3 separate regions of the Sus scrofa genome follow, and regions 1 and 2 are each linked to region 3. The links are chromatin contacts, called in public promoter capture Hi-C maps. All regions are on one chromosome and are shown on one strand. Each heading gives the region's core, a stretch centred on a gene start, on an enhancer-like site or on the middle of the called end of the contact. The rest is flanking DNA. Distances are from core to core; before and after follow the strand shown. Region 1 holds the start of FAM168A (protein FAM168A). Region 2 holds the start of ANAPC15 (anaphase-promoting complex subunit 15). Region 3 holds the start of STARD10 (StAR related lipid transfer domain containing 10).

The links. Promoter capture Hi-C pulls out the DNA fragments that hold promoters and counts their contacts.
Region 1: a contact with region 3 is called in a promoter capture Hi-C map of liver, with 4 times the contacts expected there. The contact joins the promoter of FAM168A here to the promoter of STARD10 in region 3. A contact is called at or near these places in 1 of 5 promoter capture datasets (liver) and 1 of 2 datasets of contacts at active chromatin or transcription factors (alveolar macrophages).
Region 2: a contact with region 3 is called in a promoter capture Hi-C map of liver, with 2.2 times the contacts expected there. The contact joins the promoter of ANAPC15 here to the promoter of STARD10 in region 3. A contact is called at or near these places in 1 of 5 promoter capture datasets (liver) and 1 of 47 Hi-C or Micro-C datasets (liver).

What each region holds. Positions count from the first base shown.
Region 1 is chr9:8,070,728-8,073,427 of Sscrofa11.1, reverse strand. FAM168A (protein FAM168A) reads left to right here and starts at 1,417. Exons shown (of 8, transcript XM_021062480.1): 1 at 1,417-1,896.
Region 2 is chr9:6,688,545-6,691,244 of Sscrofa11.1, reverse strand. ANAPC15 (anaphase-promoting complex subunit 15) reads left to right here and starts at 1,332. Exons shown (of 5, transcript XM_013999278.2): 1 at 1,332-2,038. The coding sequence starts at 1,946.
Region 3 is chr9:7,335,488-7,338,187 of Sscrofa11.1, reverse strand. STARD10 (StAR related lipid transfer domain containing 10) reads left to right here and starts at 1,272. Exons shown (of 7, transcript NM_001243805.1): 1 at 1,272-2,085.

The DNA.
Region 1 (2,700 bases), core at 168-2,667, 740 kb before region 3:
TAGAAAAGCTGCACACAGAAGGAAACAATATTTAAGTGTAAGATTATTTATTCAGTCTACAGACAATGCTTTAAGTATTGCTTTGTAGACTCTTAACAATAACTTCGTTCCTCCCGCCTCATTCCTCCTCCCCACAGTGATCCCTAAAGAGTAGAAACAATTGCTATAAGAACTCAGATATAAGGAAAATCAATGTGTCTAAAATGTTCTGGGGAGGGTAGGACTTTGGCTTGAGTTTCAAGAATGAGTAGGAGAAAAGGAGGAAATAGGTGTGGAAAGACCAGAAGGAAAAATTTGAGAAGAGACAATAAAAATTGAGAAAGCCCTCCCTACTAACTTAATGTTCTTTTATGATTCTACATGACCACCATTCATTGTTTTAATAGTGGAAATGCTGAGCTCACAGAAAAACCAGGCAGTCTTGGATCACCACAGAGGGCAACAGAAAGCCATGGAAAGCTTTTAGGTAGCAAAGACAAATTGTTGTTGAATTTGGAAATTATATTTTGGAAAATAGTCTTAAAAGCTTAAAAACTTATGTGCTCTTTTTAAACAATGCAGGCAATATTAAAATAAAAGTTATTTGAAATCTGACACTTTTCTCCAAGATAATGACAGATTATTTTGGGAAACCTCTTTCCTGAAATCTTATATTGTCCCAAGCTTCACATAAATTGGATCATTCTAAACATACTGTTCTTAGCATTTCCCCCGCTCTAGAATAGATTTTGATGTCAAGAAACAGATTCATATCAGTATTTTGAATGGCTGCTTAGTAGTATATTGTTTGTATATGCAATTTACTTTAACCAGTTCCTATGGATGGACTCTATAATCAACAACCTCATATAACAACCTTGTGCATTCATCTTTTCCAAATTGTTGATTTTCTTTTTAAGGTAAATTCTTAAAAGTAATGAGGCTGCGTCAAGAGGTACGCTTTTTTTTTTCCTTTGGGTTCAAGGTGCCAAATCGTCCGGATTTGCAGAGAGACCAGGAGGAGCCGCTGCGTTTGTCTAGTGAGAGACAGTGGCGACGGAGATGGCGAAAAGAGTACAGACTCCAAGGTGAACTAGTCTATCTAGGCCTGTTCTCGATGGGTTGGCATATTTCCTTCCCTTTTTTCTCTCTTTCACTTCTTAGGCTTAACATGGAGGAAGAACTGAGAACTGCATCTCCCAGCGTTTCACAAGAACCACGCTCCCTGGGAACTGTAGTACAGAGTCTGAGAAGGGCCCGGAAGCAGGGCGCGAGGCTGTGAGGGCATGCTGGGAAATGTAGTTCGGCGGGAAGTGGTGGTAGTGGGGGGGTCTATATGGGAGTGTGCGCGTGCCCGCGAAGAGACGCCACAAACATGGTCCTTTGGGGGATGGGGCAGCGGGGCGACCTAATTTTCCCTCGTATGTGGTCTTTGAGTCTACAAAAGCCCCCCGCGGAGAGCTGGCTTTATTCCATTGTCTGTGACCGGGAAGAGAGCGGTCCCTCCGCAACGAGTGCGGGGGCGGGAGGCGCAGGCTGAGCGCGGGTCGGAGCGGGGCATGCCGGGAGTTGTGGTCCAGGCGCGCTGAGGCTGTGGGATGTGTCGCGGCGCCGCGCCGGCTCCTCCTTCCCAGCCCTTCTCAGCGGTCCCCCGCCCCTTCCCTCAGCCTCCTCCTCCCTCGCCCGCAGCCCAGCGTCCCCTCCCCCCACCCGTCGGGCTCCTCGGCGGCTACTGCAGAGGATTCAGAGCCGAGTCGCTGAGGAGGAGGAGGAGGCTCCCGGTCCCTGCGCGCCATCCGCCTCCTTACTGGACACGGGCGAGGGAGCGAGAGCGTCGCCTCCGTAGCCTTCAGAGAAGACAAGGGCATCGTCGTCTCAGCCGCCGCCGCCGCCGTTTTCGCCTGCAGCGGCTCACCGGTGAGGCGATCCCCCCCCTCCCAACGCCGGTCCGCTCTCCCTGAGCCTGGGCCGGTGGTACTGGGGAGAATGAGAGTCGGGGCACGGAGTGCCCTCGCGGGCTGGGGGAAGGGGGCTGAGGTTGCGATGGAACGGCGGGCTGGCCGGGGAGACTTGTCCTGGCGCGGGCTGGGGGTGGGGTGAGGGTGGGACACTAGCAGGTTGGGGGGGAGCGGCTAGGGAAGGGGACTTTTAATGGGGAGTGACCAGACCTGGGACAGGAGCGTGGGGTTGTAGGATTGGGGTGGAATTTGGGTGGTTTGGGGCGAAATGGATGATGAGACTGGAGGGGGATGGCTTCTAATGGGGGAGGGGACTGCGTGAGGGTGGTGAATTTGGGGTTGGCCTGGAGCAATTGACAGCTTGGGATCCGGGCCGGGTTGCGGGGTCGGGGGTTTATTTGAATAGAGAGTTGGATTACAGGGTTAGTAGGACCCTCGGGGGATGTTAATTAAGGAGGGCGGAATTTGAGGTGGACCTCGGGCTGGCTGATGAAGGTGGTAGGAGCTGGGGGTGAGGGGCTTGGCCTGGGTTGAGACCTGAGCTTGAAGTGGGCGCTTGCCATCTGGGGATGGTGGAATTTGTTGCGACTTATGGAATAGCGTGGCTTAGGAGAGCAGAGGTAGGTAGAATTGGGGGGTTTCCTGGGAAGTGCTTATGGAGGTTGGAAATAGTGGGGGCGGGACTTTCAATGAGGGAGTGTGAAGGTGAGCTGGCAGGAGGGGGGAAATAAGTTAGGCCGAAAAATGGGCAGAGAAGCATTGC
Region 2 (2,700 bases), core at 83-2,582, 650 kb after region 3:
TCTAGGCCTTTTGCACTTGCTGTTTTCTGAGGCTCTTCCCAGAGTATCAGAACAGTGCCCCTCTTTTTTTCTTCCAATCTTTTACTCAAAGTCACCTTCCCAGTAAGGTCTTCCTTGGCCCCCCCCAAAATAAAATAAAACATCTTTCCTGCCAATATTTTATTCCCACTTCCCTGATTCTTTTCCTCCTTAGTATTTACTGCCGTCTTAAAACTATATATTTTAATTTCCTGTCTTCTCTCTCTCTCATTGAAATGGAAGTACTGTGAGGAGTTTTTTGGTTTGTTTTGTTCACTATTGTGTACACTTTATTAGAGTAGCGGCAGGCATACAGTAAGGTATTCAGCAGGTATGGGTTGAATGAATGAAATGAATGAATGAAATTGTGGACACTTGCAACAGGCAAGTTTTACTCTTAATGAAAAAGCTGTAACAACCAGAGCTGCTCAGCAACAGTGACAGCTGACATGCACAGTACACTACCTCTTAACACGTGTTATCTCAAATCTTCACATTAGTCTGAAGGCTGGGCAGAGATGATGACGCTGGTTGAAGAGGAAACTGAGTCCTGATAAGGCGACAGAGCTTATGAAGGGTCACCCAGCAGGTTGGGGGAAGAGTGGAACTGTGGAACTGGAAAGACTCTGGGAGTTCCCGTCGTGGCGCAGCGGAAACGAATCCGACTAGGAACCATAAGGTTGCGGGTTTGATCCCTGACCTCGCTCAGTGGGTTAAGGATCTGGCGTTGCCATGAACTGTAGTGTAGGTCGCAGAAGCGGCTTGGATCTGGCGTTACTGTGGCTCTGGCGTAGGCCGGTGGCTACAGCTCCGATTAGACCCCTAGCCTGGGAAGCTCCATATGCCGTGGGTGTGGCCCTAAAAAGACAAAAGGCAAAAAAAAAAAAGAGACAGAGTCTTGGGGGTGATGGAATTTAACAAGGGTTAGATTTGAAGGACTTTGCTGCTTGAAGGCATCAGCAGGTCTGAAGGGCATGCTCACTGGGAAGCTGAGTCAGAAGTCTCTACAGAACAGAAGGTGGGAGTGATGTGCCAGGGCTGACCACTAAACATATTTGGCCCAGGCCTGGAGAGGGCAGCTGAATGTCTCAGTAGCAGAATGCTGACCCTAAGATTGAGTAATCACTCAGTCCCTTACAAAATCTCCAATGCAGAACTGGACAGGCAATCTTTTGTTTTTGCTTTTTAGGGCCACTGATGCAGAGCAAAGTTCCCAGGCTAGGGGTAAGATGGGAGCTACCAATGCCAGCCTACAGCACAGCCACAGCAATGCAGGATCCCAGCTCACCACAGCTCACAGTAACACCAGATCCTTCACCCACTGAGCGAGGGCAGGGATCCAACGCGAATCCTCATGGATACTAGCTGGGTTCACTTCCACTGAGCCATAATGGGAACTCCTTGGACAGGCAATCTTAAGGGAATGGTGAGTCCACTACAGGGCTGCAGACTACAGACTAACTGCAGAGGTCTTTGAGGGAAGAGACCATGTTCCTAGATTTATCTCCAGCTTCCAGGAGGGCCTGGAATATTGAATATAATAGGGACTCAAGTATTTCTGGTGAAGGCATACGTGTATGAATGTATGCGCCCAACAGGAAACTGAGGGCGAGAGCAGCTAGACAGGTGGGGGATAAAACCACTTAGCGACTCCGGGGTAGAAGCGGACTAAATTTCTTGGGACGCAGCCGGAAAATGTGCCATTCCTAACGCTGGAGGCCGCCAGCTGTTTTTCATGAAGTTTTGCATTGCAAATACCGCCTGAAGCCAGACGGGGCGGGGCCGAGACGAAGAAGCCGATTGGCTGAGGCTGAAGGCGGGGCCATGCAGCGGCTCGCCAAAGGTCGGCCCAACACGTGACTAACGTGTGAGCGTCACTTCCCGTCTGGTGGGCGGGAGAGAGAAAACAAAAGAAGACCAAAGACGCATGCGTGCGGTGTGTCCCGAGTTCTGGCGGGTTCTTCCGCTCTGGCAAAGAGAAGTGCTTCCGGGTTGCCGCCGGCTGCCGCCTCCCGGCGCGGTAAGTACAGAAGGAAGGCTGCGGCTGCTGTCTCCTTACCCCTTCTTTCCTCCCTCCTCCAGAGAAACTCTGTTCACCGCACCCACCTCCTCAGGAGCTCGCTGTTCACACTCCCGTTAACATTAAAGAGCTCCAGCTCATTGGCCGCTTTCTCGCGGTTAAGCCCCACCCCGTCACACCGATCCGCCACTCATTGGTGTCACTTCCTGTCACTCAACAGTTCTTCCAGGTCACGGGGTTTCTTCAATTTAGTGATTAACCCTATAGGTGCAAATACCTGGTCGAATCCCGCCCCTGTCTTCTCCCTGTTGGTCAACTCCGCGGTTATTATCATAACAAACAAAGAATGGCTGGTAGTTTGGCGGCGAGGGTTTGGGTTTAAGGAGCCGAGCTCTCTGGCCCTTTGGTACCTGAGGAACGGGAGCGTGGGTTCCGTGGGCCGTGTTAAAGGGGCCGGGCAGCCGAGGTCCACGGAGGGGCAGCGGCTGGCCCCGGATCAGTCAAATAACTTAGGGCAAAAGCAGAATTAGACGTAGGTCCTTTTCTCCTGGTCATGTCTAGTGTCCGGCCTGGATCTCCCCAAAAAGTTCTATGCCCCAAATCACTGGGACCTAAAGCTGGTTGTTGGCCTGTCACTGGGCCTAAGTTTTCCTGTGAGCTGA
Region 3 (2,700 bases), core at 23-2,522:
TTGACTGAAAACAATTAATTGGATTTAAAATATTTTTAGAATAAATTCAATTAAAAGTGTTTCTTCTTCCGTGTCAGCCTCATATCAAATATCCAGTAGCCTCAGACTAGTCGCTACCGTACTGGCCTGTGCAGATATAGAATATTTCCGTCATCACAGTTCTTTTTTTTTTTTTTTTTTTTTTTTGTCTTTTGTCTTTTTGTTGTTGTTGTTGTTGTTATTGTTGCTATTTCTTGGGCCGCTCCCGCGGCATATGGAGGTTCCCAGGCTAGGGGTTGAATCGGAGCTGTAGCCACCGGCCTACGCCAGAGCCACAGCAACGCGGGATCCGAGCCGTGTCTGCAACCTACACCACAGCTCACGGCAACGCCGGATCGTTAACCCACTGAGCAAGGGCAGGGATCGAACCCGCAACCTCATGGTTCCTAGTCGGATTCGTTAACCACTGCGCCACGCATCACAGTTCTTTTGAGCAACAGTAAGAGAACTGAGTCTCTGGCTACAGTGACCTCTGGGAGCTCTGTCCCCAGAGAGTGATGGGGGTTAAAGCCGTGCGGGAGATGCAGACAGATAGTGAGCAGTATTCTTTCTAAAATTCAGCCCTAACAGCGCTGCTCTCTTCCTACGACACCTACCGAGTAACTCATGCATCCTTCGAACCCACAGCCCAGGCTCAGAGCGCTAGGCTCCACTGCCCTACGGCGTCTACCTGCCTACACAAGCTCACTACTACTGTCCCCGAACTCCATCTCCCAACATGCCTCGGGCCCTGCGGCGACTCTGGGTCTTGGACTTCTGGGAAATGTAGTCTTAACAACGGTCCAACCCCGGAAAGGGTCTAGCCGCGAACTCAGGCTCCCATGAGGCAGTGCGTGGGCCGTTCCGTGCCGCTCTGAATCCCTCGGCCGCCAGAGTCGGTCCCCAAAGTGCAGTGCAGTCGTGACTGACAGGCCAGAGTTCAGGGGTGGCCGCGCTGTGCCTCTCCCTGCCACTCCTTAGGCCTCCGCTCCGCGGAGTTGTGGAGACGCTTCAACCGAAGAGGAGCCGACAAGGCCCAAGGGAGCTGTAGTGACAGAACGGCCACCTGGGGGACATGACGGCCGCAACCGGCCGCTAACTAGCAGCTGGAGGACCGCTGGGAGGCCCCGAGGAGACGCGCACGCGCAGAAGCTGGGCCTCGAGGCCTCCGTAAACACCAAAGAGCGCCTGCGCAAACGGGGCGCCTCGGGATGGCCGCGTGGGGGCGCCTGAGCAAAGACGACAGCAATAAATAGTAAAGTACCTGTCGGGTTATCTTTCCGCTGTCTTTTCTCTTAAGGTTTGCAAAGCATAGCCCATCGCTGCCTCCTAGTTTGCTCCTTAGAGCGGTCGTTTTACCAGTGGGGCAGCGAGTCAGAAGAAGTCACACAGCCAGAGTCCGAACAAAGTGAGAGGGACCGCGCCAAACGGTTCAGGCTTCTCTACCTTGACTTGCTGTGTGAGCTTGGGTAGTTTTGTTCCCCTGAGGACCTAAGCCTTCTTAGTCGAAAGTGGAAACAGGTTGTTGGAAGGATCAGATGAAATCCAGGAGTGAAACTAAATTCCCGAGCAACCTATAAAGGCAACAGATTATTATAATCGGGTGACTGCAGATTGAGGAGCCTCTTCTGGATTCTACAGATTGCAAAGCCGAGAGCCCCAAGAGGGGCAGGAGCTTGCCACGGGTCTCAGCAGTCTGTGAGCAAAGGCTAAAGCCCATCCTTCCTGCCTCTGGGCCTGAGCCCTTCCTTGCACCCCAAGGATGAGTGTCTTTGTTGGATAAAGGCCTAAAAAGACGGACTGTACTCGGGGTTGGGGCGTCTCTACTCCCAGTCCTCCTCCCACCCAACCTGGGCCTCGTGGAGGAAGGTCCTGCTCTGTTGAGATGACCACCAAAGGCAGGGAACTAAGGAGGAGCTGGAGAATCGAGGAGCTGGAGAATCGTGGAGAAAGATCCTGAAGCTGAACAGACTCTGTTTCTCAGAGGAGCAGCCCAGCTCAGGGAGGGAGTCCAAGTGTGTGGCACGAGGAGTGATGTCAAGGGGACAGACCTGAACGGAAAGAGGGGTAAGGTGCTGGGCTCCACTTCTGAGTCTGGGAGGAATGGGGGCTCAGGTGACTCCAGGTGACTCCAGGGACAGCGGGAGGTGGTAGCTGGGCTGGCCTGGGTGATGAGAGGAGGAAATGATGCACACGGAGCTGAGGGGCTGTCGGAGCCACTTCCTCAGCAGGTGGAGCAGTCAGGTGGCACCATGGGCACACCCTCCCCTCCCCCCGCCAATCAGGCAGCTGCCCACAGGGAAGTGAACTTTTATCTCTCGTGGGAGCTCTCTGGGGTGCTCTTAGAGATTGTGGACATAGGTGTGGGAGGGGCTGGGAGACCCTAAGGTCTGGTTGCAGATGGGACCTTCTCAGGCAAGCGGTGAAAGGCAGGTGTTTGTACAAAGGAAGCTCGAGCTCCTCCCCACCTCCAAGTGCTAATACTCGGGGTCCTCGCAAATCATCTCTGTTTCCAGCAGGAGGAACAGGGGCTGAAGGAGGACAGGACTCTCTTCAGGACATACAAGGAGTTGGGATAGAACGGGACTAGGACAGGGATCTTCCCATCACATGGCAGTGATCAAGCATCTTCATCCAACTTTTTTTTTTTAGGGCCACACCCGCAGCATATGGAGATTCCCA